Linked DNA regions of Pelodiscus sinensis: region 1 is linked to region 2. The links are chromatin contacts, called in public Hi-C maps. All regions are on one chromosome and are shown on one strand. Each heading gives the region's core, a stretch centred on a gene start, on an enhancer-like site or on the middle of the called end of the contact. The rest is flanking DNA. Distances are from core to core; before and after follow the strand shown. Region 1 holds the start of MRPL53 (mitochondrial ribosomal protein L53). Region 2 holds the start of SNX16 (sorting nexin 16).

What was found. A called contact is a pair of places that touch in the nucleus more often than the background predicts.
Region 1: a Hi-C map of blood shows a contact between it and region 2, with 7 times the contacts expected there. The contact joins the promoter of MRPL53 here to the promoter of SNX16 in region 2. A contact is called at or near these places in 2 of 5 Hi-C or Micro-C datasets (blood and an unstated tissue).

What each region holds. Positions count from the first base shown.
Region 1 is chr2:48,696,647-48,702,295 of ASM4963464v1, forward strand. MRPL53 (mitochondrial ribosomal protein L53) reads right to left here and starts at 1,346. Exons shown (of 3, transcript XM_075920478.1): 1 at 1,189-1,346. The coding sequence starts at 1,280. It overlaps PAG1 (phosphoprotein membrane anchor with glycosphingolipid microdomains 1), which reads left to right and starts at 1,364. Exons shown (of 10, transcript XM_075920476.1): 1 at 1,364-3,149.
Region 2 is chr2:48,347,577-48,352,978 of ASM4963464v1, forward strand. It overlaps SNX16 (sorting nexin 16), which reads left to right and starts at 1,368. Exons shown (of 9, transcript XM_075920460.1): 1 at 1,368-1,545; 2 at 5,095-5,402. The coding sequence starts at 5,178.

The DNA of each region.
Region 1 (5,649 bases), core at 96-2,595, 350 kb after region 2:
ATATTAGTTTTAAACTTGATGCCTATTAATTAAAGCCCTCGTTAGTGGAAATAACTGATAAGAAAATCTCATTATTCAAAATAAAAAAACAACTGTAAGCCCAGTGGTTACAGAGAAAGGCCTGAGTGTACCGAATAGGCTCAAAAAGAGGGCAGTTTTTTAAAGCTTGTTTTTTGGAGAGGAGTTTGTTTTTAAACTCAATTTTTAGATATCTGACTTGGATTTTTTTATACATTTAAGTCTGACAATACTGCTTGCAATTGACAATAATGAGAAGAAAGTCATGTTAACTCTCTGGGCCTAGATAAAGTTGTCTTTGTACTTGGTAACTGATCTAGAACTGATCGCTTGCTCTTGAATGCACAGAACAGCAGACACTCACCCCCAATACCATTTTAGGAACTAAGCAGAAACAGATCTGAGCTACAAAGACATGCTGAGTGCACCTGGCTAGTGTGGGGGACCCCATCCCTTACCTGGAGAGGATAAGTGAGAAAGAGGGTGAACAGGCCCTGGGGAAAAGTGAACAACTCGGTGCCTCTGGCACAGACAGACAGCCACATCTGCCTGCCTCCTCCTCCCACATGGAAACCCAACTCCCGGCGGGGGGCAGGGCAAAGACCTCCTTTGCTAGGCTGAATGGACTCAGGCTCCCCCTCCCTCCCCTCCCCTCCCAGGAGCGGATAGGCCAGGCTGGTCTCTACCCTCCGACTCCCCTATGACAGGGCGAGGAGAACAAGGGGGCACTGGCTGCTCCCCGAGAAGGGGGATGGGGGGGGGAGACTGGCTGCTCCCCGAGGGGGGGGGAATTGGGGGACTATCTGGTGCCCGGGGGGGGTAATTGGGGCACTGGCTGCTCCCCGAGGGGGGGGAATTGGGGGACTGTCTTGTGCCGGGGGGGGTAATTGGGGCACTGACTGCTCCCCGAGGGAGGGGGAATTGGGGGACTGTCTTGTGCCGGGGGGGGGTAATTGGGGCACTGACTGCTCCCCGAGGGGGGGGGAATTGGGGGACTGTCTTGTGCCGGGGGGGGGTAATTGGGGCACTGGCTGCTCCCCGGGGGGGGGGGGGAATTGGGGGACTGTCTTGTGCCGGGGGGGGGGGGTAATTGGGGCACTGGCTGCTCCCCGAGGGAGGGGGAATAGGGGCCTTTGCGGGGGCCTGGCCGCCCTCCCGAGCTCTCCTCACCGCGTGGTTTCCACGTTGGTTTGGAAAGGGCAGAACCGGACCATGACGCTCTTCACGTGTTTCAGAACCACCGTGGCCTTGGGCACCGCCATTTTCTCCTTGCGTCCCCTTGGAACTGCAATTCCCGGAAGCCTCTTCGCCGAGGCGAGGCGCAGACGCGGGCGGCTGTCGGCGCGCGCCGCCCCATGGGAAATGTAGTGCGCGGCGGGCGGTCTGCGCTGCGGCCGGCGTGTCCTAGGAGCACCCCCTAGCGGGCAGCCGGGCTCGCAGCCTCTGCCACGGCGCGAGGGCGGGGCCGCTGTGTCTGCTCAGAGGCGCTTTCACCCACTGGAAGAAATTCTCCCAGTGCTCAGCAGTGGACTCGGATTTTGCTCCGGGAGCAGCGGGCGCCCGCTGAGCCGAACGAGGAGGAGGCAGAGGGGAATGTCAGCGGGTCACCCTGGGGCCAGGCCAGAGCTGCAGCAAAAACCAGCAGGGAACTATTTAAAGAACCGGCAGGGGCCCACGTTGCGAAAGGACAGTACCTGTACGAAATGTTAAGTTGCTTTCGCTGCTGGGAGAAGGACCAGGACTAACTGAAGCTTCAAAAGTCAAGTTCAGCTCAGTTAGTTGGAAATTTGATTCTTTTCACATTAACATTTTTTCATTCTTTTTCCTTGTCAGACTTATCAAATAGCGTGCTTGAAATACAGAACTATAAACTTATTATATATTAATGAGATGGTGCCCTGGTAGTTTGTTTATACCAGTGGTCAACAACCAGTAGATAGTAGATCTTGGGGCCTCTGACAGGTAATGCTGACTGGTTTGGCCAAGAGGCTATCCAGTGCTGGCTCTTCGGCTGCCTCTCCAGAACTGCTGCACAACTCCTGCCTTTAGCCTTGGAACTGCCTCCCTCACCCCTAGGAGCTTCCTGCTTGCTGGGCAGAGCCTGAAAAGGAGAGGGGGGGTGCTGATGTTAGGGTGCCCCCTCCCAAGCTATAGTCTGTCTTCACAGAACAGAGGTGGGGGTACAATAGGGCTTGCAGGGAGTTTGCTGGCTACTTTGGGGAGTGGTGCAGGGCCAGGGCAGGGATGAGCCTACCTTAGCTCCACTGCACCACCACCCAGGAGCCATCACAGGTAAGCAGTGTTTTTAAAAATTGGAGACTACTGGTTTATACACAGATCTGCTCCAACTGGCTTTGTGCAGATGGACATTTATTGGCTTCAGTGTGGGCTGTCAATAGAGCTGCCAATTTCCAGGGTTGTCCTAGCCTTCAAAGATTAAAAATTATTTTCAATTAAAGTTCCCCCTTACAAGAAGCAGCTGTTAGCCCCCATTTCTGCTTCCAGGGAAGCAGCCAATCCCCCTAAACTCTCCTCAAGGGGATCAGCCAATCCTCTCTATACCTTGCTCCCAAGGAGTAGCCAGCCCCTCCTACTCCTCCCTCATGGGAAGCAAGTGCTTTGGAGTTTAGGATTAAATTTCCCAAACATCTGGACAAACTATGATTCTTCTGATTATGTCATGTGGTGAAACCTCAAGGGATATGTTCTACCAAAATTGATAACCCTTAATGACACATGAGTCATCACATGCAGAATCAGGACCTACCATAGTTTCTTGTATCTTCCTCTGCTCTCAGTGAATTTAGAATGGTAGGAATATAGGTTATAAAGATCTATCTGCCTAGCAATATATGGCCCTGATCAGGCAATTGATCACTGTGTGTGCACAGGGACATCCATTCAGAGCTTATTGCAGGATCTGAGTCTGTTTTTTAAAGATGTTCCAAGAGGCTTCCATCATTTCTCCTAGGAATTATGTGTCTTACTTTGGTTTGCATAGCCTCCTCTTCTCTGATCATATCTATGTGTTTTTGAGACAAGCATTTTATAATTTTAATATTATAGAATATAGAAGAGAGACCTGCTGAAGAGTCTGATAGAAATGGAAATAAAGAAATATATAAAAGGAGGTAAGATAAACCAACTAACTAAAGTCATTAAACAAATATGGTAGAAATTGATTGGAATGCAGCGTAGCTGTGTAATTAATACATTTTACACTAGATGGCAGAATTTCCTTTTGTAAATTTGTAGGAAATTGCTGTCTGAAATTGTTGGTAGCCACTATTGGCATCCTAACCAACCTTTGGCATGGGAGTTGGGAATAAATCATCTTTGGTAATCTATTTAAATATACTATGAAGTTAAAAGGAGTCTTTCAATACTGTATTTCTTTTGTACCTTGTGTTGAAGTGCTGCTGATGTTTTTCCCCCAGTGCTGTACAAAGGAAGTTAGCATCATTTGTAAATGCTAAGCCATCTTTGTAAAACTTTAAAAAAAACCGAATAGTCTAGTAGAACCTTAAAGTCTAACAAAATATTTTGTTGATCTTTAAGGTGCTACTAGACTATTCATTGTTTTTTATGTTTTTCTAGTTACAGACTAACTTGGCTAACCCTCTGAAGTTTTTGATATCTTTGTAAAATAACTTTAGCTCTTTTTTTAATGTAGCCACTAAGTTAACTCCAGTTTCCTAGTGAAATGAAGCCTAGAATATAAATTAAATAGTATAACTAATTTCAGAAGTAAATATTTTAAACTGTTTTCACATTAATTTATATTACATCTCATTGTCTTTGAAAAAAAAAGTCTGTGTGATAAAGCATTGTAACAAGCCTACTTGTTGAGCAAAACCACTTTGATTTAAAAAGTGATTTAGCAGCTCAGGCACTTAAAGGAGCAAATATATATTTAAAAGCTCAGTTCTGTCAGGTGCTGGTACCATGTATAGTACTCTGAATAATTAAGGTAAAAATAATCTTTATATTGTCCCCTCTTGAGTTTTGATAGCAATTTCTTGTGGAATTTGTAGAGTTTTGCTGTGCAAAATTCAGGGCAAAGAGAACCTTTTTCAGTCCTCTTCTCCATACTGCAAATCAACCTGTTGGCCTTTTTCATGATCTGTAAAGTTTTATCCTCCTCATAGATCTAAACCATAACTTCAAAAGGTATTTTTAAAATCCCCTTTTCAGTAATTTATTTTTAGCTGCTTGCCTGAACCTGATTCATCCAACTTAAAGTTAACATAAGGGAGAATATAAATTCAATAAACTTCAGACAATACCTTCTTTCTTGATCCGTTTAAAAGATAGAATCTTTCTATGAAATGATGCCAAGGGAAACAATGTGTACCTATGTACCTGAATAGTAGGGTTGCCAGATGGTTTCAACAAAAATACTGGACACACTTGACATTACATCACAATCTACATTACATCTTATTTAGAAAATACTGGACATTTCTATTTTCTCAATTGGTTTCCCGAACAGAAAGCTAAAATACTGAACTGTTCAGTTCAAAACCGGACACCTGGCAACCCTACTGAATACTCTGTGTGCTGTTTTGATGGGGGTTCTGTAACTTACTGTTTAAGTCATTGTTTTATTTTAATGGTCTGTTTTTATAGTTAAACCTTGCCTATAAGTCCATGTAGCACAGGCCTGATTTGATGCCTGACGCCTAGCTAACAATGGACAAAACGTGGCTAACATAAGGCAAAGCTAAGCTGTGAGCAAGAGGCAGGCCCCTGCTCAGAGAACTTGGCACAAACAGGGCTGAGAATGCAAAACAGTAATTGATTCTAGGTACTAACTTCAGAACAATAATTGGTACTGGTCATAAATCGCACGGTACCAGTAACTCATTAAAAAAGACCATGGTACCCACTCCTCAGATACACACCCTGGTTCAGGAAAGGTCTAAAATAACAGCATGATGGATAGAGATGATCTAATCAAACCACAAGGTACAGGGTTATGGGTGGTATGTAAGCGTCAGAGGGTAGTAACCTGACAACATCAGAGGGTGGCTACCTGATATGTCAGCAGTGAGGTTTGATTTGTTGTACCTGTATATAAGGTCTTGTCTTGGGGGACAGTCTTTGTATGACCTAGGGAGCAGTGGAAATTTCCCACTTACTGAGTCATTCTATTGTGGCAAGTACATATGGGTGTTTCCACTATTTTATTCTGTTCCCGTGATTGCTGTCTCCAGATTGCTTGCTGCCCTGCGAGAGGAACATGGGGCAGCAGACAGCAAGTACAGGTGCCTAGTGGTTAATCAGAAATTAACTGAGATACAAGTGTGGGTACAGTGTATTCTAGTAGTGTAATAAATATCCAGTCAATAAGAACTGTTATTAATGCTTAAATTCGACACTTTACACCTGAGTCTGAATAAAGAATCTAATTATCTTACCCATTACAAAGATAGCTTCCCCAATTATCACCTCTAATATCATTAGCCCACAGACATTTACCTTCCCCCCATTCCCCTTCTGTTCTGAAATTTGATTTGTCCTTTTCATATGTGTTCATTTTTTTTAATTGTATCCTTTGGTATATATGGGTGTGACAATTTTCTTCCACTATTTGATCTGAGGACGTGGGTCTGGCCCACGAAAGCTCAT
Region 2 (5,402 bases), core at 118-2,617:
AGGGCTGCATCTAGATTGGCATGATTTTCCGGAAATGCTTTTAACGGAAAAGTTTTCCGTTAAAAGCATTTTTGGAACAGAGCGTCTAGATTGGCATGGACGCTTTTCCGCAAAAGCACTTTTTTGCGGAAAAGCATCCGTGCCAATCTAGACGCGCTTTTCCGCCAAAAAGCCCCGATCGTCATTTTCACGATAACTGGGAAGGAGGGCTGAGAACCTGGATATGGGGAGGGGGCAGGAGAGGCTCAGAGCTGGGGCTGAGACTGGTGTGTGGTTTGAGTGCTAGTTCCACCTTGTGTCCAGGGACCTTGGCGGTGGGGGTGTCCTGGGAGAACAGGGGTATAGACTGGAGGAGAGGCTGGAGTGGGGTCAGGTATGGCGGGGGAAGTGGGGTCTGGCATGGGAGGGGGAGCAGGGACAGAAGCAGGGACTAGGACTGGTGCTGGGTAGGCCATCATCTCCTAGACAGTGGCACAGATGTTGTGACTCTGCTGCAGCAGCTCGGTCCACATCTGGACCTGTCATTGTGCATCGTCCCAGACCTTCTGGGCCAGCGTCTGCTGCATGTCCGTCCTCAGGACTCAATTAGTTGATAAGGGGGGGCACTCGCTATCCCTGCTGCACCTCTGCCTTTGATATGTAGCGGTCAGCTCTTGCAGAATTTCAAAGGCGGAAGCACAGCGGGCAACCCTGCTTGTGCTTGGCCCCTACTGTGCCTCTGCCTTTTAAATGTACTAAGAACCTGGTGGCTAACAGAGGCAGCAATGTGGGGGATGTGACTAGTCGAGTAGTGATTTGACTACCCGGTAAGCATATGCTTATCGACTACTCGACTAGTCACTTACATCCCTCCTCTATATGCAACAACTGCTGTGAACTGGAGTAGGAGTTATTTCTCCAGCACCAACCACGTGGAAAAGGTGCTCCACCCAGAACAAGTGAGAACTTGGCTTTCGTTTTTCTTAGCTCCTGTCATTCGACATGGCTGAAGGCTGCAAAAGCTTAAACTCCCTTCCCTATAGCAAAATAATTAGTATCTACTGGCTGTCCTAGCACGAACTGAAGGAAGGAGGAATGTTTCTGTTGCAGAACAGCACTATAGAACTCCGCAGAAGAAGCGGCAGTATTACCTAACCCAGAAGACTATAAATCCCAGTATGCAACACGACACATGGGGCCACCTGACCTATCATGCAACGCTGTAAAGCCCTGGGGGACCCAGCATGCGCCGTAGTATTTTGCCGAAGCGTCTGCCGGGAACAGCCAGCTCTTTTTGGCCCCGGTGGCTGCTGGGACTTGTAGTCTTAACGCGTCTCAAGTTCGAGGCCAATAGTCAGCAGGGAGGCTGCCTTGGTACCGCCCAACGGTGCAGAGGGTGGGCCGTTGGCGCGTGCCCGTCTGCCCAGTCCGCGCTGTGGTGCCGAACCCCATTACCCCGCCCCTTCCCTCACGAGCCTGGGCTTAACCCCGCCTCTCCGTGTGCGGGGGAGGAGGCAGCTGGTGTGGCGCGGCCGCAGTTGACTGAGGGAGCGCGGCAGGGAGCAGGTGAGGAGAGATCGGGGCCCCACGGCCCTTGGGGCCCGCGAGTGGGGCGGGGGCGGGGTCTCCGCGCAGGAGGGAGCGGCGCTCCCCAGGGGGCGGGCTATTGGCGGCGCAAGGGAGCAGGGGTAACCCCCCCCCCCCCCCCCGCGCGCGCGCTGATGGGGGAGGTGACGGGTACCATGCCCCGCTGGTCATGGGCAGCCCCGGCCCCTCCCGCCCGCAGGGCCCCGGGCGCGGGGCTGGGGGCCGAGAGGACTGTGGGCCAGCGCCCGCTCCACTCTGCTGGCGCGCGGCGCCCAGAGCTGGCAGGGCTCGCGCCAGGCTCCGCACGCGCTCCCGTTCCCGCCCGGCTGGGGTGTTGCTGTGCCCATGCTGCCTGGCCGGCCTGCTCCGCGAGGTGGCTGCAGGTTAGTGATGGGCGAGTGAATTGCATCGCCCACTTCGCGTGTGGGAGTAAAATAAGCCCTGTACAGTACTTGTCAGGTGGATGAATGTATTTTGAGTCTGGACGGGCATATCAACCCACCTTGTAGCAGGCGTGTGTCCAAGTCCTTTCGCGGCATGAAAAGTGGGAGAATCACTTGGAGACCTGCATCGTACACAAAGAACCTGCTTTCTGGTCCGGGGGGGGTTGTACTGGAGCCTGATTCTGCTCCCACTGAAGTTTTGCCATTGCTTTAATGGGTTGGAGAAAGGCTCAATTGGAAGATAGTGCAGATGCAGGATCCTGTTTTTTATAATAAAAGTTACATGCATTGATAAATACATTGTCTATATCAGTGGTTTTCAACCTGTGGTCCACAGATCCCTTGAAGTTCCCAATTTATGCCTCAAATTTCCAAAGGGGTGTTCACTTTGGAAAAAATAATTAGGAGTCTGCAAATGAAAAAAGTTTTGAAAAGGATTGGACTCTGAAGTATTATCTTCACATTACCTAAGAAGAAAATGTTCAAATTACCAGGTTTCAGACAATGGAGAACTCGCTAGTAGTAGGGTGGAGAGGAAGTTTTCCCTCTGTCGTCTTGTCCTGTATAATTAGGTGCATCTTGGATGCCTATTCATCTAATAATTTTGGAAAATGCAGTGTTAAAGGAAAAAGAGCAAGCTGCACACCATTGGTGTAATACAATCCAAATTCTATCACAATGTCATGTTCACTTGCTTGATATTTGCCACATTTTTGGAATGTGTTCTAACAGTTTTTAAGTTATACAGACTAATGAACCCAAGTCAGCCCCTGACTGGGTAAAGGGCTACTTGCGATTATTTAGCTTCTAAAACATTAATGAATGAGAACGATCAGACATGGACATAGCTAGCCTATGAAAGCACACTTCTTTATCACTGCTACCTTTGTCTTGTTGATTAATAATCTCCTGTATGTTTTTATTGCGCTTTGCACAATTGGCCTGAGCTTCGCTGAGACTATGAGCAATAGCTCAGCAAACTAATAATGGTTAAGTGGAGACTATCCATTTAAATTTAGCCCAACATTTATTTTTTAGAACCCAAGACCAAAAGAGAGATTCCTAAATTTTGAAAAACTCCAGTGTTTGAACTCAGAACAGCATAAGTGAAATTGACTAAAATAAAGCTGACTTCATTGTCCAAGCAGAAATGTGGTAAAATTACAGAGCATAAATAGTGATAAGTAACTTAAGTTATTTAAAAAAATCTAAAGTTCTAAATAAAATTTTATTTATAATATATAATTTGTTTATAATTATCATTGTTAACATTTTTTATGGTTCTAGTGAAAAATGTGCTACTTTTTAAACTGTTACCAACATTCAACATGTCAGTACAGATTATTTCTTTATAATGTGCTGAGTTTAGATGCTTCACTTCTGGGAGATAAAAGTTGGGTGTTGTAAACATAGACATTTCTGTTTTGTAGTATGTGATGATGCAAAGATTCTGGAATCCAGTTCTTTCATGGTGTTTGTTTAACAGTTAATCATTTTTAGACAACAACTTCAAGGGTGACTGTTCTTTTCATTCTACTTAATTCTTTGTGCTTTTGAGGTTGAATTAGCCCAAACAAGTTTGGAAGAGGAAAAGATCTCTTTTGAACATTAGGGACAATCAAGGTCTATCTCGATAAAGATGAAAAAAGTTAAGTTACTTTGTTGTAGCACTTGAAAGAGTGTGTTTGAATATTTTGCTCTATGAATCGGTGAAGTAGAAGGGATGCAATTCCAGTGTTTTACTGTGATGAGATGTGAGAGTAGAATTAAACTTTAATACAAATAGTTAGGTAGCTCATTTAAAATGATCCTTAACCAGTCATCCTCACTGCATCACAGTGAGCCTCTTATCTGTCAAAACATTTTTAGGCAAGTAAATGATTTTTTCTGTTTTGTTTTTTCTTCATCTTTTTCATACATTCTGCCAATCTCCTGCCAAGTAAATGTGTAGGAGAGATTAGCACTAAGTTGAGTTGAGATCTTGGGCTGTCACATTTACATTGCTTTCTTTGACGATTTGGCTTGCATACAAAGACCCTAGTTTTTTTTATTGTATTATTAACTGTGCCATTAGCAAATCATTACAGGTCAAAATGTTTTTGTTCTTGAGAATTCAAAACTGTATCATGTAAGAGATGTTAGCATATAATTGAATAGTCGTGTCACTCGATTTTACATTTTAGTAGTTACACAACTATTTGATAGTTCCCAAGAGCAAGGCTGACAGCCATTGTGCTCCCAGCCTAACATCCAGGGAGCCTCCCTTCCCCTCCTTGCTTCTGTCTAGGGCGGTTAGGAGCTGAAGTGCTTAGCTGGGGCTACAGGTGGGTAGGGAGTGAGTGCTTGGCCAGGGACAAAGCCTTAGCCAGAACTGGCAGAGCTCTCAGCCCTAGCTGGAGCCCAGAGCCTTCTCCCCTTTTCCACCGCTTCCATATGCCCATGCCCCATTCCACCCCTTTCCCCAGAGCCCCGCACCAGTTCCACCTCCACTCTGAGGCCTTGGGCCCTCTCTTTCTCCCCCCCCCCCCTTGCTCTTTCGCTTTCCCTACCTCTGATATGGCCCTGAGATTCAAAAAAATTTGTGTCCCTCCGGGGCCTTGAGGTCACAACAGGGAATGAGAACTCTTTCAGCCCTGGAGCCATGGTGGGTGAAATTTTTTAGAGTTCCAAATCTACTCCTACTCTCCCTGTCCAGGCAGAATGAAGTTTGTGTAGGTTTAGCTTCCACCCTCCCTTCCCCCTCCCCCGCCCCCCCCACCTCCATTATGTGCCCCTCATGATGCAACAGTATTTAAATATAGTCTTTTTCTTTTGGGTTGTGCAATGGGATGCAAGCCATACTGTAACTATCCATTCCGGTTTTAAGGGCTCTGAGAGGTGGAGGACATCTCTGACAAAGCACCTTTTAAAAATTACAGATTTCCTTTTCAAGGGACACTTAAAATGATAGCAAATGCCATGTATTGGCATTTTAACTGTTATCTTAATTCTTGTATTGGATTTCTCCAAATACCTTATTTTAATATTACATTCATTGTAGAAATATTAAGAAAGATTGTCATTTCAAAGTTTTCTTTATTTACAGATATTGTATTCTTGAAAAGAAGAGAATGAACCTTAAACATTTGGACCACGAAGTATAGATTTGCTGAAGTTTTCTAATGAAGAATGGCAACCTCCTATGTTCCTGTTCCTATTCCTATAGGAAATTCTTCTTCCAACTTTACAACAAACAGAAACCAAAGAAGTTCTTCCTTTGGGAGCATCTCAACAAACTCAAATTCTTCAAAAGGGCAGCTGGAGGGGTCTACCATTGGTAGTTTTAAAAAGATGAGTGTGCCTGACCAGATTGGCTCCACATCATCTTTATGTAGTAGCCCACTTATTAGGACT